3 separate regions of the Mus musculus genome follow, and regions 2 and 3 are each linked to region 1. A link is a contact called in public promoter capture Hi-C data. All regions are on one chromosome and are shown on one strand. The core of a region is the stretch at or near the end of the contact, and the rest is flanking DNA. Distances in the headings are between cores, read along the strand shown.

Region 1 (3,007 bases), core at 141-2,640:
TTAGAGCCTCTCACTTTGTGCTTGTGGCAAACAACCATCCGAAACCCATTCCCATTGTGTGCAACCCGGCCCTATTGGTAGCTGGGAACTCAGTGTTCTCTATCATTGATGTTGTTGTAAGTTTATTTTTGTAAGTCATGCCTACATTAAAGTTATATCAGTTAAATGAATACCAAATGAATAGAGCCCTTACACATTATCTAAAAATTAGTTCTTCCCATTTGGGTACCCGCCGTGGGTACAGGGCCTTTATCAGAATCATAGATGTTAATAAAATGTAGGATAGAAAAGCTAACAGTAACTGGTGAAAATAGAAAATCTTTTCCTTATGCAGATATTCACTTAAAAATAGTTAAAAACAACATAATTAGCCAAAACAAATTTACCAACCAAGAACAAGTTGAAAAACTTAAACTAGGCTTTTTAAAGGAGTTATTGCAAATATTACTTAGAAACCTTTTTCTCACTGAACTTCATATTTGTTTTTGTGTATTTAAAGATCTATTTGTCAGGGTTATTTTTTAAAAGAAACATTGTGGAGATACAGAAACAAGTTTAGTCACTTGTTAATGAATTGATTTCGACATACCTTTTTCAAGTTAAAAATAGATGAAGTCTGTGTAACTTTAAAAGTTTAAGTGTTTTGTGTATTAATAAATTATTAAATGGCAAAGATAGTGATACTGTCAGCAGTACTTTTTCCAGCCTTCTCCCCTGTGTTTTATTTGCTGACTTCTTTTTAACCAGATTATCTACTAAATATAGAAAGGGTAAACTTTTCACCAAAGATGTAAAACAGGCTCTGGGCTGTGTGTGCTTATGGGATACTTTAGCACACACACCCCTACCCCTACTCTCTGCCTCCTCCTCCTCCGCCCCCCCCCCCCCAACTGCATTACTTACAAGAAACGCTCCTATGTAATATTAACTGAATGCGATTCTAAACATTTCCCAATATTTCGCTATATATTGTATTCGGTATTCACTGCAATCCTTTAAGGAGACAGTCTTATTAGTTTCTTATCAAATCATAGAGATCTTATTTTGCATATTCCAAGAATCAAACGTGCAGTTTAACTCCGACGATTGCAAACGTCACTACTACGTCGTTCTGTTGAGTCCGCTGACACTGCACTGACTCACGCATTCCACGTTCTAACTAGCAAAAGGAAGCTTTGCATCGTGGTCACGCAATACCTGCCTATAAACAAGGACTCTGAGCAGGGGCAATCAAGGTTCCTTGTGGCGTGATGGCAGAGGGCCGGTCTTGTTTCCTAGGTAACAGCCATTGCACACAAGCTGATAGGGCACCGCGCTCCCAACACCTCCACCAGTGATGTCACTTCCTTGGTCTGTGCGGTTGTCCCAGCGACGCCGGCGGAAAGGCGGTGTTGGGTACCCAAGAGACCAGGCGGTTGGAAGTCACTTCCTCCCGGGGACGCTGTTGCCTAGCAACCGCCTTCTGCCTCCATCTTTTGCCCCGCCTCCAGGTTATTCCAATACCTGGTTTCCCAGACCGCGAGGCCCGGGCCGGGGGCGACACCTGTGCTAGAGCATAGCCGCTGGGTTCTCAGGTGGTCACAGGGGCCCGGGTGCACGGGGAGCGGGGTGGATGCAGGAGGCGCGGGCCGTGGTACGTGGAGGAACGGAGGGGACCGTGCTGGGTGTGCGGGGCCCTGGCGCGTGCTGGGCCGGGAGCCGCGCGGAGCTGGGATGCGGACGCCGCCTGGCCAGCCCGGGGAGCTCTGGGCGGTGGCCGGCGATCCAAATGGGCCTCCGACGTCGCGCGCTGGAAGCCTGATGTGCTGCAACTTAGTGTGGAGATGTGTGTGTAACAGCAAACGAATGGTTTGGGAAAATGTCGCTGCTGCTTGTGGTTAAGCATCGTTTTGAATACTGTTATGTGCAAGCCATTTCCGGGGCTGGGAACCTTGACAGTCCTCTTGGTTGCAGCTTGAACTAAGTCGTGGTGGCGTCCGCAATGCTGTGTGTTTTTAATAATGGAAAGTGAAATTGTTTGGCAACATTTTGTTATTATGTAGTTCATTCATCCTTCTAGTGGATGTAGAACAGTAATAACTTCCTCATGGATTTTCTTTTCGTGAAAACCAATTTGTTGTGAAATTTTTATGTACTTAACATAAAACGCTCTTAACGTTTTTAGGTGAATATATTGTACAATGATTAGAGCGATTTCTCTTTGGAGCGGGGTTGTGGGGCACTAATCCCAGGAACAGTGTCTTGATCATGTAAAAACGTCTAATTCTTTAAAATATTTATATGTATATTTCAGCCACCATCAGAGGTTGAATGAATTATTTCAGTAATTTATTAACTGTTGTATAAAAGCAGAGAAAAAGGACACACCATGTCCGATGAAATCTTCAGCACAACTTTGGCGTACACCAAGAGTCCAAAGGCTACCAAGAGAACTTCCTTTCAGGTAAAACGCTGCAAAGCATTTGGTTTTGATTATGCTGCTGCCTAGCCCTTGCTGGTTCTCACAAGATCTGGCATGACGTGGGAGGAGTTCTTGCTTCACTGTTAGTGTGTTGTAGGTCATCTGTCAACTTTGGGCTCCAGTATTGAAACACCCCTCTCTGTAGGATCCTGTCTTCAATATTTGGTTTCTAAGTTGCAAGCCAAAGAGCGACTTCAGAGCTTGGCTCTCTTTAGATTTTGGTTTTCTGTCGTAAGCGTCACAAGGTCTGACTGTGCCAATGCTGCATCCAACTCTTGTTCCCGTGTTTATCACATTATGCCCATCTCTGTAATACACTTCAAGGACCAGTTTGAGGCTGAGGGTCTGCCTCAGTGGTAGGCTATCAAAGTAGCCTGTCATGCTTGTCAAACCTAAGCACTTCCCTCCCTCAAAATGTAGGCATCTGTAACAGAATGTCAGTTTCTAGTAAATCCAATTAAATTGATGCCCCTATCATTCATTAGCATTTAGCGAAGATTGTAACCTGCAATTAATCTATCTAATACTAGTAGTCACTTCCTATTT
Region 2 (3,174 bases), core at 636-3,135, 2.7 Mb before region 1:
ACAGAGGAACTCTGCCTTGAAAAAAAATCAATCTATCAGTCGATGATATTGAAATACTTTATTAAGTCCAAGATTAAATCTTTTTTTTTTTACCCTAATTCACGGGGGAAAGATATTTATAAGTACTTATAGGCAAATTTGGTTGAGTTCAAACATACTATCATCATTTAAAAGGTATTTATTATACCCTGTAGTTTACCATATACAAGTTATCATTTACTTCTGAAAATTCATTCTATTATTTGTACAGCTACTAATTTGCTCGAGAACAGTTGGAACCGTGGCCTCTGATTCCCACCAGAGAATTTTAAAAAGGTATAACGTTTATTCCTTTGCTTAAACGAGCATGGTATCTCTCATGACCCATCTGAACATTTAGGCATAAAGACAGAGTTCCAGTAGAAAGCAAAGTCAGAGTCACTGAACACCGGATCAGCCATACACGACATACTTAGCACATTTAGTTGTCACCACTAGAGGTAACACTGAGTAATGAAAATGTAACAAATTAGCGTTTAAAGAAAAGTCACTGACTAGATCCAAGACTGCATCTAAATTAGACTGTAAACTGATGGCTCTCAAAGCATACCATCTTCTGTGGATAATAGATGCTTGGTTTGAATATACACCATATTGTTTAAACAAGTATACAAATACTTGTTTAAAAATCCCACAGCCAAATTAACTTCAGTAAAGATTTATATTAAGCCAGTTACAACAGAATTCAAGATCCTCTAAACTTCTGTTTGAACGAGGGGGTTGTTTTTAAGTAAAAACTTAAAACTATCCTGCAACTGCTTTAAGAAACACCCATAACAGAAACGCCTGGTGTTAACTCTGGATAATGCAGAAAAAATTCCGACTCCAGACATAATTGGTAATATATGAGTTAATACGATATGAGAGCTCAGACTTCAATTAAGATTAGACTATTATGGCTGCAAAGTCAGGTCAGAGCCAAGGCGAAAACCCACACAAGTTTTTCTTTCTTTCCCATTCCTAATAAGGCGGCAGATAATACCTGAGCCTTGAGGTAAAGATTAGGAGCGGCATTTGGGGGAACTCCACCGAGGGGGCAGTGTTGACAATTTTCTCTTCTCATGACCTTTAACCTAGATGATAATTCTGCCAACTGGGGCAACTCCAAGGTCGGTAAGGTAGGGTCGGCCACCAGGCGCTGACAGCATTGACCTTTGCCCTAGTTTAGCCTAAGACAATAGACAAGGAAAGAGATGCTGGCAGTACCCCGGGTGTGGCCCCAGTCTTGTTTTGTCCCAACTTATCCACCTTGCTCCTTCTGTCCCCACCAGGAGTTTCGTCTCACCAGGGCAGGACAGCTTGGTTAGTCGCACCAACATGTTCAAAGTGACCCGGAGACTTGACCAGATACAAAGGAGAGAGGCGTGGGTCTGCGGCTTGCCGAGGGTGCTGGACTTCTAGGCTACGAGGGGCGCCATCACCTGCCAAGAAGCCCCGACTGCTCAGCTTCTGTCAGCGTCTGGGCTCTGCCGACCGCCCTTGCTTCGCGGCGTACCCGCCCCTCTTCTGCTTTGCGCCGGCGCCACAGAGGACACGAAGGCCAGTAAGGTTTCCGGGTCACATACAAGCCAGGAAAAGGCAGAAGACTCCATCTCCCAGTCATCCTCAGCCAGGAACCTAGTGTGCAGAAGAGGCCGACAAGCTCTCGCGTGTGCGCATGCGCCCTAGAAGCATAGCGAGGCTGATTTGCTAGGCATTCTGGGAGTTGTAGTGTTTAGCTCCTGGAGCTGTGCGCAGGAGCCTGGTGACGCCTGGCTTGATATCTGATTGGCTGTCTGGAAAAAATGAGACGTACTTGGGGTCCAGGGCAGAGACAAACGAGAAGATGGGGCGGGACTCCGTGTGGGAGGAGGCGGAGCCTATGGGCTTTGGGCGCGAGCGGTCGAAAGGCAGTTGGTGAGGGTTCGGTTGCTTGATCCGGTCCAGTAGCCCCAGCTCACTCCCATGGCTGACTCTGAGGAGTTTCGGGCTTCTTCGCCGCCGCCGCCGCCTCCCTCATCTCCGTCGTCAGGCGCCTCTTCGTCGTCCCTCAGCATGCCAGTGAGTTTGGGCTGGCGGGATCCGAGCAGGAGTCCCGGTCCAACCGTGGACCCGCTGGAGCAAGTGGAGCTGCAGATCGGAGACGTGAGTGTCGCCGTTGCGGCTGAGAGCTGATTGCAGCTAGGGTGCTCCTGCCTGCGGTTCTTGGAGTTGAGGGCTAGCCTCGGCTCTCTCTTCCCGCATCTTTCTTTCCTTCTCCTTCTGCTAGCGGTCATCCGCAGCCCCGCTGCCAGGATCCTCTCTCCGCCTCCTCCCATCCCTCGGAGCACTTTGGGCGGTCATAGCTTGCCTCCTTGCCCATTGGTGCTTTCTAAGGGACTCGAGCTTGTGCTTCTAGTTGGCCACCAGCCCAGGGCCAGCTGGTGATGCTGTTGTGTGTCGCTTACTTGGCTCTGTGTTGGACTTGAGTGGACCAGGGCTAATCACAGCCGGCAGATGGATTTGATAGGACAGTTTAGAACAGAATCTTGCAATGCAAAAATTCTGTAAAGTTTTTGTTCAATCTCGAATTCCCAGAAATAACTTCCTGACCCCAACACGTATAACGCTGAGGGGTTGGAGGGTCACAGCGGCACTTTATTTATTTATTATTAGGTATTTTCCTCATTTACATTTCCAATGCTATCCCAAAAGTCCCCCATACCCTCTCCCACTCCCCTACCCACCCACTCCCACTTTTTGGCCCTGGCGTTCCCCTGTACTGAGGCATATAGAGTTTGCCAGTCCAATGGGCCGTTCTTTCCATTGAAGGCCGACTAGGCCATCTTTTGATACATATGCAGCTAGAGTCAAGAGCTCCGGGGTACTGGTTAGTTCATAATGTTGTTCCACCTATAGGGTTGCAGATCTCTTTAGCTCCTTGGGTACTTTCTCAAGCTCCTCCATTGGGGGCCCTGTGATCCATCCAATAGCTGACTGTGAGCATCCACTTATGTGTTTACAGTGGCACTTTATAAGGACTCTTTGAGAGGGAGAAAGGACTGAAGTATGTAGCAGACAATCTTCCTGGAGAGGGTTGTGGAATAACCACACAAAAGATTTGGAAACTAGAACTGGCTGACAGGTTTTTATTCTTTTGTCAAAAGAGATGGCTGA
Region 3 (2,791 bases), core at 75-2,574, 2.8 Mb before region 1:
CTTCAAAATGTTATCCCCTTTCCTGGCTTCTCACTCCCAGAAACTCCCTATCCCACCCCCTCCCCCTGCTTCTATGAGGGTGTTCCTCCACCCACCACTCACTCCCACCCTCAATTCCCCTACATTGGGGCATCTATCCAGCCTTCATAGGATCAAGAACCTCTCCTCCCATTGTTGCCTGACAAGGGCATTCTCTGCTATACATGTAGCCGGAGCTATGTGTACTCCTTGGTTGGTGGCTTAGTGCCTGAGAACTCTGTTGGTTGATATTGTTGTTCTTCCTATGGGGTTGCAAACCCCTTCAGCTCCTTCAATTCTTTCCTTAACTCCTCAATTGGGACCCCCAACCCCCTCAGTCCAATGGTTGACTGTGAGCATCCGCCTCTGTATTTGTAAGGCTCTGGCAGGGCCTCTATATACAGCTATATCAGGCTCCTGTCAGCAAGCATTTCTTGGCATCTACAATAGTGTCAGGATTTGGTGACTGTATATGGGATGAATCCTCAGGTGGGACAGTCTCTGGATGGCCACTTTTTAAATTCTTACTGGCATAGCTCAGGCTGGCCTGGAACTCACATAGATCGTCCTGCTTCTACCTCCTCAGTACTGAATAACCACATTCAACTTTAAGTTGTGTATTTTACACCAAGCCCATTAGAAAAAAAAAAAAAAGACAGACTATTATAGGATATCTAGTTTTAACAGAAGTCAAATAAATCCTCTTTTAGATTCTCAACATCAGCGCATTTGGAGCCTTTGCTTTAGACTGGGTCACTTACAACTTAACGGCCAAATGACAATAACATGGCAATAGTAACTGGACATCTGTTATTTATTAGAAGCCACATGTTTATGTCAGGCATTCTGATAAGTAATTTATGTCTTTAATTTCCAAAACGCCTTCCCTAGGTAGGTAGGCATTAAGAAAAAGAAGGCACCAATTAATTTATGTATGTGCGCTTCTGTGTGCATGCTACGACATACTCGTGGAGATCAGATGGCAACTGGGTGATAACATTCTTTCCTTTCACCTTACGGATCCTGGGGATCAGACTCAGGTCGTGCCGCCTAGCCACCATGTCTGCTCAGAGGAGGCATTTTTATCCCCATTTTACAGACGAGTAAACTAAGTTTCGTTGTAGTTACTGGCATTTCGTGGCAGAGTCGAGGCTAGGATGGTTTCCAAATTCTCCACCCAGCGATGCAGCAAACACCAGGGAACGGCGCACACACTAAAAAGAAACCGACGGCCACTACAGCCACCTAAAGAGAAGCATTAGGGGCCAGGCGCAGAAACCGGAAGGTGAAGGCGCCACCGGAAACCAGAGTACAGCTTCCGGCGGTGCGCAGGAAGTAACTCTTCCGCGCGTTGCCAGGTTATAACGTAGAGGGGCAGTAGAGTTTGCTCCGGTCTCGCGCACGAGGTGCTCGTGTCCCGCTGCCCAGTGCCCGCAGTGAAGATGTCCCACGCATCCCCGGCAGCCAAGCCCTCCAACTCCAAGAACCCGCGAGTCTTCTTTGACGTGGACATCGGCGGGGAGCGAGGTGAGCGGCGCGAACGGCTCAGCGGTTCCCTCGCCCGGGGCCTCCCTGCTGCGGTTCTCCTTGGCCCGCTGGCTGTTCGGCGGCTCGGGGCCTGGGATCCGGAGGGGGATAGCAGCCTAGGTCCCAGACGGAGCGAGCCCTGGCCTCCACGAGTCCAGATTGCGCCCTCTCCCTTCCGGTGGAAGTTTCTGGAAATTTCTACTTCTACTTTAGGGATCGTGGCGTCCCTATCGTTTGTCTCTTTTTGATCGCACTTCCCTGCAACCTTTGCATCACTACTTACTATAAAGTGAAATGATTTGACGAGTAGTGGTGGATAGTTCGGTATGCTTCCTGGATATGTGCCTGGGGGGCTCAAGACACGCCACGTGCCTCTTGGTACACGAACTACATTGGGAGCTACCAGATCATTTTCAAATTAGAGTGACTTTCGTGCTTAGTGCTTTTTCCTTATTACTGATTATAGTAGCAGTTTAAGTAGGCGATCGTTTGTGCTGTTTTGGCATCATGGAATTGAGCACTATGTCTGTATGGTTACCTAGGATTCAGAGCTAAGAAGCCCTAAGCCAGTGGCTTAACCGGTGGGTGGAGGAAACTCCTTGGAGGGTGGGTTGTTAAACGACCATTTCACCGAGTTGCATATCAGATATTTTCATTACTAATCGTAACAGTAGCAAACTTACAGTTATGATGAGGAACTATATTAAAGGGTGGAAGCATTAAGAAGGTTGAGAAACACTGTCATAAGCCCTCGTGTTGCTTTGTAACTCAATTGGGCTTTTCTGAAGCATGTTAGAGTTGTAGGCCAGACCTGCTGGGATGGGTACACACACGGGTATATATGCATTCACTTTGTTTTGTAACAGATTTTATTGTTAACTGTCTCTTGGATTCTTGAGAAGGGAACTGTTTCAGAGGTTACAAAAGGCAGTTTCCATAGAACACAGAGTGGACTATGTCTTCTGTTAGTTACTTAGCGATTAGAAATTCTGAGTGCAGGGCCCCTGAGATAGGTCAGCAGGTAAAGGTGTCTGCCACCAACCCTGAATCCCAGCGATTGTCCCATGATCTCCACACTACATGCCTCAGCCTCACACATAAAATAAAATTTTTTTAAAAATATTTTTTAAGGATTTATTTATGATTATATCTAAGTACACTGTAGCTGTCTTCAGATGCCTTCAGAAGAGGACATCAGATCTCATTTCAGATGGTTGTGAGCCACCATGTGGTTGCTGGGGTTTGA

Evidence for each region. Promoter capture Hi-C pulls out the DNA fragments that hold promoters and counts their contacts.
Region 2: a contact with region 1 is called in a promoter capture Hi-C map of pre-B cells, with 11 times the contacts expected there. The contact joins the promoter of 4930579G24Rik here to the promoter of Map9 in region 1. A contact is called at or near these places in 5 of 39 promoter capture datasets (the 3T3-L1 cell line, hippocampal neurons, liver and 1 more), 4 of 484 Hi-C or Micro-C datasets (CD4 T cells, CD8 T cells and the HL-1 cell line), 1 of 115 datasets of contacts at active chromatin or transcription factors (astrocytes) and 2 of 9 other capture datasets (adipose tissue and liver).
Region 3: a promoter capture Hi-C map of pre-B cells shows a contact between it and region 1, with 16 times the contacts expected there. The contact joins the promoter of Ppid here to the promoter of Map9 in region 1. A contact is called at or near these places in 2 of 39 promoter capture datasets (liver and pre-B cells), 1 of 115 datasets of contacts at active chromatin or transcription factors (astrocytes) and 1 of 9 other capture datasets (liver).

Annotation. Positions count from the first base shown.
Region 1 is chr3:82,356,682-82,359,688 of GRCm38.p6, forward strand. It overlaps Map9 (microtubule-associated protein 9), which reads left to right and starts at 1,391. Exons shown (of 14, transcript NM_001081230.1): 1 at 1,391-1,574; 2 at 2,294-2,443. The coding sequence starts at 2,369.
Region 2 is chr3:79,627,194-79,630,367 of GRCm38.p6, forward strand. 4930579G24Rik (RIKEN cDNA 4930579G24 gene) reads left to right here and starts at 1,886. Exons shown (of 2, transcript NM_029482.1): 1 at 1,886-2,163. The coding sequence starts at 1,984. Etfdh (electron transferring flavoprotein, dehydrogenase) reads right to left here and starts at 1,574. Exons shown (of 13, transcript NM_025794.2): 1 at 1,325-1,574. The coding sequence starts at 1,358.
Region 3 is chr3:79,590,013-79,592,803 of GRCm38.p6, forward strand. Ppid (peptidylprolyl isomerase D (cyclophilin D)) reads left to right here and starts at 1,325. Exons shown (of 10, transcript NM_026352.4): 1 at 1,325-1,545. The coding sequence starts at 1,461.